Linked DNA regions of Anas platyrhynchos: region 1 is linked to region 2. Evidence: chromatin contacts called from public Hi-C data. All regions are on one chromosome and are shown on one strand. Each heading gives the region's core, a stretch centred on a gene start, on an enhancer-like site or on the middle of the called end of the contact. The rest is flanking DNA. Distances are from core to core; before and after follow the strand shown. Region 1 overlaps LYRM4 (LYR motif containing 4). Region 2 holds the start of RPP40 (ribonuclease P/MRP subunit p40).

The links. A called contact is a pair of places that touch in the nucleus more often than the background predicts.
Region 1: a contact with region 2 is called in a Hi-C map of liver, with 4 times the contacts expected there. The contact joins the enhancer-like site here to the promoter of RPP40 in region 2. A contact is called at or near these places in 2 of 8 Hi-C or Micro-C datasets (liver and subcutaneous adipose tissue).

Annotation. Positions count from the first base shown.
Region 1 is chr2:89,156,453-89,161,262 of IASCAAS_PekinDuck_T2T, forward strand. All of the region lies in intron 3 of LYRM4 (LYR motif containing 4), which reads right to left. Among named protein-coding and RNA genes, the nearest start is that of PPP1R3G, 48 kb to the left of the region's middle. Within about 2 kb of position 2,524, at least 1 of the 8 cell types and tissues checked has an H3K27ac peak or open chromatin away from gene starts, as enhancers often do.
Region 2 is chr2:89,105,746-89,110,336 of IASCAAS_PekinDuck_T2T, forward strand. RPP40 (ribonuclease P/MRP subunit p40) reads right to left here and starts at 2,172. Exons shown (of 8, transcript XM_072035024.1): 1 at 2,143-2,172. The coding sequence starts at 2,172.

The DNA.
Region 1 (4,810 bases), core at 1,274-3,773, 51 kb after region 2:
GTTCTCCTCTATGTATTTATTTTGGAAAATTACTTTTTTTTCCACTTCAGCTTTCAATGGCTTCCTGTGCAACAAATGGTGGGCTGTGGGGAAAGAAGCTTTACTACAGATGAAGAGCCTCAGCCAGCTTCCCCCCGCCCTGCCTTGCTGTATTTACAGCCACGCCTGACGTTACTGAGTCCTGACCAAGCACAAGGTACCTGCAGAAATGTTGCTGGTTCAGAATTCTTCACCCGCAGTGAGGCAGCCTGCTACGCCCTCTTACACCCACTTCACACACACACAACGCCTGGTGACTGACTGGTGACCATGCAAGATACAGCAGGGTAGTGGCAAACTCCTGTTATAGTTTTTATTCTGGGTTTGGGATTTTTTTTTTTTTTTTATCTTTAAAAAGCAAGATATTAATAAACCAAAGGGTGTTCCCCTGAGAGAAAAAGCACTCATATGCAGTGTGATTACTCACTTGAATCAACCATAACGCTACAACATGTCCTTCCCTAACTGAGAAGTCACCTATACTACAAGGCACCTGAGCATCATGACTGAGAGGAGTTTCTGCGCAGCGTTAAGAAGGTGTGACTGAGAATAAAAAGCAAAGTGATGAAATTCCAAAGCCGTTTTTGGTGCTGAGCACTGGCAAAATGCTGCAACTTCAAGGAACATCACTCTTCCACCCAAATACCAGATTGCAAAGGTATGAATGATGTTTCCTCACTAGGTGATCAGCTTAAAAGATTGTGGAGTAAGGACACAATCACAGGTTTATGTGACTGAGCAACAAACGTGACATAAAATGTTTGAAGTCCCCCTAGCAAGCACTGTGTGAAGGCAGGCATAGGAGTGTAACTAGTATTGTATATAAAGGAAGTTACTCTCTTCTTCCTTCCCATCAAAATCAGCCATCTTCTGCTCTACTGCAGGTACCTAGAGCAACAGGGATTCAGGAAATTAAATGTAACTGCAGAAATGCAGCACTGACCATTATTTATGCTGAACAGATTATCCCCCCTACAGTGCTATAAAGCAGCACAGACCATAAACGCTTGCTGGAAACTCAGGACAGAGCAACACTGATGAATAAAGGGTTACCTTACCAGTTCTACTACCTATTGCCATTATCAGCATGTTACTTTACGTTTAACTATCAAACAAGATTAAAAACAAAAAACATTTGAGTGGAAAACTGAAGATATAAATAAGCAAAGAAGAAAGCAAAATCAAACAAAGAATTAGACGCACAACATGGCTGAGGACCTTAAGTCTGTAACAAGTATATAAAGATTTTACTTTTTCACCTTCTGATGGTGAAGATAACAAATTATTTTTTAGAATGCAAAAGCCCTTGAGAAATACATTTATATGGCTGAAGTCTAAAAACAAACCAAAACCTATTCTCAGAACAAATCATATGTGCACAGTTATTAATTCCACTAATAATTCCAGTAAGACTGTAAAACAAGTCACCTCTCAAAACATCTGAAAGAATTATTCACTCATTATGCAAAATGCGTGACACTTGGCTTTTTGGATAAACTTAAAGAGATGCAAAATGATTCCAAGTTCCATCTACCTATAAATAATTTCCGTGTTTTTAAAAACATGCATCAGTAACAACATTTCATAGCACTAACATTTATTTTCTTAGTTGAGATGACTACCTGAAATAACCAGATTTTTTTTGTCCTTTGAAGAGAAGACCGGTTTCACAACATGACTGAAATGCCTCCTACAGGAACAGAGGAATGAGGGTGGGCTACAACCCTATCAAACACTGTTAAAACAATGTTTTTCTTTTCAAGAACTTGTCCTACATGTGTTTGCATAGTAGCCTGAGGAATTAGCTTATATAGAAGAGGGATCTTGAACAGCATCTGTAGAACAAGTTTGCTAAGTGTGGCACTGTCCACAGACAGCCTCCTGATGCTGTGGAGGTTTGATTCCTGTGGTCTCTGAACATTGAACCAACACGTCCTGTGGATGCTTCAGCTATTCCCAGCAAGCAGCCAGCTGATCTTGTCTCTTACAAGAAGCAGAAGAAAGACTCATGCTGGTACCTTAGCGTGCAGGGGAAGAAGTCATCAGGCCACAAGCTGTAACAGCAGGGAGGGACTTCTGGAAGAGGATCATGTTTTGAGCTGTTGGCAGAGAAGTGACCTGTGAAATAAAAAACTGGAGCAAGACACTGCAGCTATAATAGGGTAGACTAAGAATTTATGCACTGATGGTGCAACCCGTTGCACCAGTGCTAAGTCCAAGAGGAATGGCTGACAGAAGCTTGAAGTGCTGTATCTCCTACGGAGGCACTCAGCACCAGCTGGCAAGAACAGAGCAGGAGAACATTGCTAACAGATGAAAGGAAGGAATCAGACCTAGCAGTGTTTGTGGTCCTACCCATAAAAGCAGAAGTGACCTGGAATACAGCCAAGGCCTTGAGTTTCCTTCTTAGAACGGACTTGGCTTGGATAAGATCTCAACTTGCCTCAAGGCTTACAAGCCTCAGAAGGCAACTTGCAGGGCCGTGAATTCTCAAAGTCCAGAAAAGAAAACATGTTCTTGGGATCAGTCTCACCACACCAAGAGTCACAATAGCACAGGAGAATACAAGGTCACTTAAGAAACACCAGCCCTACCATCTTTGTAACCAACATGAACACGTCCAAGAATGAGTCTGCAGTAGGTACCTCTGCAAGGTAGCAGTATTTGGAGCAGAGATATAATGTCAGATATGTAGTGGAAGCACAGAGTGCAGAATTACTTCTCGACTCCAAGAAATAGCTGAAAAGGAATAGAAAACGAATGAATACAGGAGCCCTCCTGCCCCCCAAACTGCAGCTCAAGACCAGGGCACTTAAGAGGAACTGCAGAGACATAAAAATTTTGCTTTATATCAACCACATCTGTTTATTGTCACAGTTACCAACAGGATGTTGCTGTGGCCTATTTCCCATGGATGACTGTGCTTTTAATAGCACATACAACAGAATATCTAGAATGCCACGTTTTGTAGTGACTGTAACAAACGTTTTATGTAAAAACCGAGGAGTAAAAAATAGTTGTCTAAAATGCCTATAATTCTACTAACGCTTGCAAATACCCATACATCAGAGAATATATCAGTGAGAAAGCTTCAAGCTTGGAGTGAAAGAACACTGACAAGAGGAAATAAATCCAAAAAGATGTCTGCTTGCTTTTCTTTCTTATGCTGCTCTGGATGTACATATTTTTAGACCTTAGAGCTTTGTTTAGTTATTTTGTGCAGTGGATTGGAATTGTTTTTGTGTGCATGTGAGAGTATGAACACACGGCAAAATTCAGTAGCTGCACAAATAAGTTAATAGGTCTTTTAAACTACTTTGCTTTTCCTCAGCTTCCATTGTTTCTACTCCTTGTTCCTTAAAACGCAATACTAAACTATTAAGCAATTCTGTGTCTGCTCCAAAAAACATCTGACTGATGAGAAGAATGACACATAATGGTATGCCCAAGAAGCCCCTTGCAGGGTAATATACTTCATCCTTCATACCAGGAAAAAATATTGTTATAGTGACAACAGCACTTTCAAGCAATGGTAGACCCTCAGAGTGGAAATTCTGGGATGCCATTACTGTATTCGTGACCTGTTTGAGGGCTGCACAGATCTGCTGTTTTTTACCTCCCCCAAGTGGTCAAGAGTTTTAAATCTGTCTCGGAGAAGCAGCTTCCTCTCTAGACGATCTTCTACAGAGTCAGATGAAAAGGCTAGTGGCGGACTAAAAAAACTGTAAAGCTAAACAAACAAATGTCATTGAGAGGGTAGAAAGCCCAGGAAATGCTCAGCTTCAGAAGTAACACATTTAATTCACATGTCCCCATATAAGCCCTAAATTTAATTCCTGACTTCCAATGTACAACTGACCAACAACGTGAAATAGCACCCATGTTTGACAGTTTACAAGTGGGTTTAATCACCTTGGTACAGATTTACTAATAATTTATAATCCAATTTGTCTTTGAAATAACTAATATTTCAAGTATCTGACATCAGAGGTAGCTGAACTAGTATAATCTCATTGCAATTAATAGCCTCAAACCATTCAGTTGCAATCTATCACCACTCAAACAGCACTGATTACAATTACATTCCACTTCTCTTTAACATCTCCTGTAAATTTTAGTAAGTAAGCAACTATTCTTCACCCTTTCAGTTACATGTATTTGTCTAAAAATGGTATGGAAAAGTGTATAGAGAAAGAAGAGGAAAACCTTACTGTTACTTCAGCTATACTCTAAATCTGTTACAAACATTAATGTGGCTGTAGGCCAGTTTAGACAGGATATAAATGACTGTCCTTCAGTTTGTTCTTTCCCTCAGTCATTAAAGTTTACTTAATATTCATGAAAAATACCTCAGATTCCTGGAAGCTGAAATCCTCTCTTTATTCACAGTACAATTACACCTCTGGCTGTATCATAAATTACCTACATTCTCAGAACAACATACTTACTATAAACTTAGTCTGGAGGTCCAATCCTAGATATGAAAGAAGAAATTTGTTTTTATACCTAATAATTATTTAAAATGCTTTTCTGTTTATTTAAGTTATAAAGAATATTCTTTGTACACGATTATCAGAGCTTTCTAGGACCACTGAGAAATCTTTCAGTCACTGAAAAATTTGAAACAGGGAATTTCCACTGGTGTTTCTGCTTTGTACTCACACACAGCGAATTTCCCTAGAGAGATATATACAATTTCATGATTGATCTTCCCAAAGAAAGGTCTAGCTGGAGGCAGCTGGCTTTGGCTGGGAAAAAGCAGTCACCAAAC
Region 2 (4,591 bases), core at 922-3,421:
TTTGATCCACATTATATTTTTTCCTAGATTGATATGCAAAAAATATACATAAACACATAAACACATTTTGGAAGCTGAAACCATTTTTCCTAGTGACTATCTGAACTTTGCCTTTTCAAATACTCTCTCTTTGGGTTAATTTGTTGAAATGCAGGAACTGTCTGTATTAGGATGGTAGCTTGTACACAGGAGGGTATTTTTTTTTTTATCATCACATGATTTACTGCTTAAACATCTGACAACCATGACTTACGATTTTCAGGGGACCATGTGAATATATAAATGTTGACATAAACATCTTACAAATCACAGGTTAGTACCTTTACACCTCTTAGAACCACAAGAACCAAATCCGAAATCTTAGGGAATGTAAAGTTTTTGTTCAATTTTTTTTTTTTTTTCACATTGTTTGTTAAAGCATTTTAAATCTTTTCCATGCAATTTCTGCAAAGTAGAAAGTCAAAAAATATTGATGAATCATTTTGTGCCATTGCTATATACTTGGTTATCACAAAGAATGAGCTCAATGTTTATACCACATGCAGAGGAAGAAATCTTGGAGCGATTGAAATCAATTACAAAACTCCAACTTCAGAAAGGTTATTTCACCGAAATGAAGAGACCTTCCTTGGCCTATTGCTAAATAGTTATTAGTAATTAAAAAGGATATTCCACATCATTGTGGGAAACACAGCCCTTGCTATTGTTCAGGAAAACTGTATTTCTGTATATTTTAAGCAATCTCCACTTCCCATAAGGAATGTCAGCATCAAGTCTTTTTAGAGACAAGACAGAATACAAAGAGCAGAATAGTTCAGTTGGAAGGGACCTACAGAGAGCCCTGGGGAGGTAGCACTGCTGGTGACCAGCCAGGTGCAGCCCCATTCACCGCAACCCTTTGAGCTCTACTGCCAAGCCAGTTCATCACCCAGTGTGGTGTGAACCTGTTTGTCTCACAGCTGGACAATTTGTCCAAAAGGATGCAGTGAGGGACAGTATCAAAGGCCTTACCAAAATACAGAAAGATATGGCAGACATCTCTAAAAGAGATTGTCTGAAAGGCTCAGAGCTCTGAAGGATTTTGTTTGCTGAGTATCCTGCAGAAAAATTAGGATCTTGGATTTAAATCTTTGGGTTTAAGATTTGGAAACTAAAGTGATCACTTCCAAATATTTGTTTCCATTTCAGTACTTCTTCCATTACAGACCTAATCCATGCATTTCTGGAGTACAGCTGCTTGGTTTTCCTGCATAAGGAAGAAAATTTGGTCTAATAATCTACTTCTGAATAACTTCCAGTCAGATTTTATAGACCCACTCAGTCTTTCAGTCAGTGATCATAGTCACAAACATAGTAAACTGAATCCTAACCTTATAAAAAATACAGAGAAACTCAAATTTCCCATGGGCTAGGGAGCATTTAAAAAAATAATAGTAATTGAGGAGACTATTAATATCCTCCCTGCCATTTCTGTACAACCATATCAGCTGCTACAACTTGGATGAAGAATGTGGTTTTTGAAATGAATAAGATAGTTCAGAACCAATTTTGCTAGAATTTGAGAGAAAAAAAAAGTACTAATTTCATGTACGAACTGTGATAATCCCTGCATATTTGCAAATCCCTGTAAATATAGTTAAATATTTCTTAGTAGTTATTAGTCATTCAAGTTGTTTGATAAGCTACAGGAGATTTTCTTAAGTAAGACTTGAGTGGGGACTTGATGAGATACGGCATATTTGAACTGGCTACATTCTACGTGGTAGAGTACTTTCCATCTGGACTAACAGGAAAATCTTCTAGTTTTGGGTTTGAAGGTTGAAGCTAATGTTAAAAGTGCATAAAAAGAAATGATGAAAAGCATTTGAATGGACTCCTGGATTAAACTGTGTGGCTGAGTTGCATGAACAGAATCCTCCCATTACTTGACTCTGGGCGTCTGCAAACAAATACTTTTATGTTCATTTTGTGTCCAAATGATGACTATTGATCCAAAGAGCTCGACCAATTTATTAAATCGCACATCAAATAGAGCTCCATCCCAAAGCAGCAAACAAAAATCTTTGATCTAACAAGTCCTGAGAAATATATAACCATGCAATCGCAGTCAGAATTGAGAAAGCAATGCCATGAATCACTTACCACTGATTTGTGCATCCCTATTTTTCTCATGTCACTCTGTAGCCATCTTAGGATCAAAATGCTCCTGCAGGATATGTGTATTGAATGCAGGATGGGGATTAGAGGGACAGGGTAAGGAGATGGGAAACAAGAAGGGAGGAGAAGAAAGAAGGTGCATGTACAATGTTAATCCTGTGTGTCATATGATACCATAAACATAACTGGCAATACCCCAGGGAATGCAAAAAGCCTCCTGACTGTGACTCTGCTGTCTCTTACCAGGAAATCCCTCCACTTTTATCTCAACATTTTCTTTAGTAACAAATGCAGTAAATAGTACTTGGTAGTCTGAAGCTCTGGTTGCCCCATCCTTTTAAGAGAATCCATTTTGAAATATTTCAGAGACAACACCAAATACCTCCTTAAATAAATGTCCACCATCACATCACTTCAATGTTGTGTAAAGAAATGCCTGTTGTAAAGATTTATCTGATTTCAAGTAATACTCATTTTCAGAATACTAGCAAATGATTACAATAAAAAAAATGAACTTCTCTTTGTATGCTGCTGCCTCATGTAGATTCTTTCCATGTAATATGGATTCCTGTTGTCTTAACTGCTTTTTCAAATTTTTTGCATACAGTAATCCTTTTTGCAGATCTGTCTCCCAGATTTATGGAGTATATAAAAAATGTGTATCACTTCCTACAACATTACTTATTTTTTTATCAATATTTAGATTAAGTTTCTCATTTTGCAGTCCGTTATTTTGCTTAAACCTTTCACATTCCTCTTCAATTTCTATTAGTCCAAATGGTTTTGCATTATCAGCAAATGGCACATTTTTCCCCTTTGCTGCTTAAAACACTTGTTAATTGGTTTGGCAAGCTGAGAAAGCATGCTTTAGTGGAATAAACACCACATGAGGAAGTAAGTGCTGGCTTCTTCATTTCTGTTTTCTTCATTCTAACATAGGTATTACTTTGAGAAAGCAAAGTAGTCGCACTGTATTTTATCTTAAGATTTTTGAAGACATTTTAAGTACTAAGCACTATTAGCCATGTTATGTATTCATCTTTCTTCATTTCAGCTTGGTAATTTTAGTTGTCACAAACCTAGAACAGGTAGGCCATGAGCTCTCATTTCAGGGCACAGGTAAGCAAGGGCCCGCATTGCAACCTGTTTTGGTCAAAGTGAATGTTAACAGGACGGTGACACAGCACTGCCATTTATTGTTCTGCCTCATTGAAGCTTTCTTGTAACATGTTGCAGGCCTCAGCTCTGTGGTTTACTTCCATTAAAATGAGGGTGGCTAGTTTAAAGAGCTTAAGTGGTGGCACACTGTTCACTTGGACCGGGCTAGGTGAGGGGCTGCTCCTATGAATAGTTCAGCTGACAGCCTGGTGAACATGGCAACTTAAAGCAGAGTGTTGGTGATGAGCAGTTGACGGCAAAATGGTATTAGTAATGTTTTCCATTAGCACAGCTGGTGCCAAAGAGAATGTTTGTCCTTCATTCCTGTTCCTACAATGCTCTAAAATGAACTGCTAACAAATGTGGAGTGCAGTGCCAGAAGCTACAGGAGTCAAACGATTTGGCACTCCTAAATAACTGTTGGCTGCTCAATTCTCACTCGAGGTGCAGGACGAATATCATCACAGCACTATCTCCTAAGGAAAATGCTCAGTAATGCTTCTGCTGCTCTGACATTCATTCCTCCGTGAGATCCAGACTGCCCACTCAGTCAGGCAGCACTGAATTCACTCACGTTGGTAGGATGCATTTTGGCAACCAAATGTATACCAAAAATAAAACAAACTATGCAAAATAAACAAACAAATAAAAACCAAACTAAAATATGAACAACAACAACAACAACAAAAGATAAATCCATAGTGGGAGTGCATTGCTTCAGCTAGTACAGTGTTATTTGCATATGCTTTTTAGTGTCTTTTCCCTCAGAATGAAGGGAAGTTTGAGAGTGAAGTATTTTTGCAATCATCCATGCAAATCATCCACAGACAATAGCAATGGCATGCAGAAAGAATGGAATTAAATTTGGAAAAATTCTCAGATATGGGTCTCACCATCGTAATAAAAGTATCTTGTTAGGAGGATACTGTTTACTATACATTACCCTCAGAAAATAAACTTGAGGCAGAATTCCACTTCTTTGTTTAAAAGGCAAAATTTGTGTTTTGTTTTTCCTCCTGGATAAGTTTTGTTGTTGTTGTTGTTGTCAGACTGGAAGTTCAAAGACATTCTGACATTCAAGTCAGGGTGCACGTGCACATGTGCCTCGAGAGGCTTTGGACTTTATTTTCCACAGGTGGAGAACTGCTGGCAACAAATGTGGGGGGAGAAAAAGCAGCCAGCAAGATTTGCTCAAAAAATAATAATGTTAAAAATGGATGCATTTGGTGTTCCATTTACAGGGCTTCAGGTCTTCAAGGCATTTGGTGTTGCATTT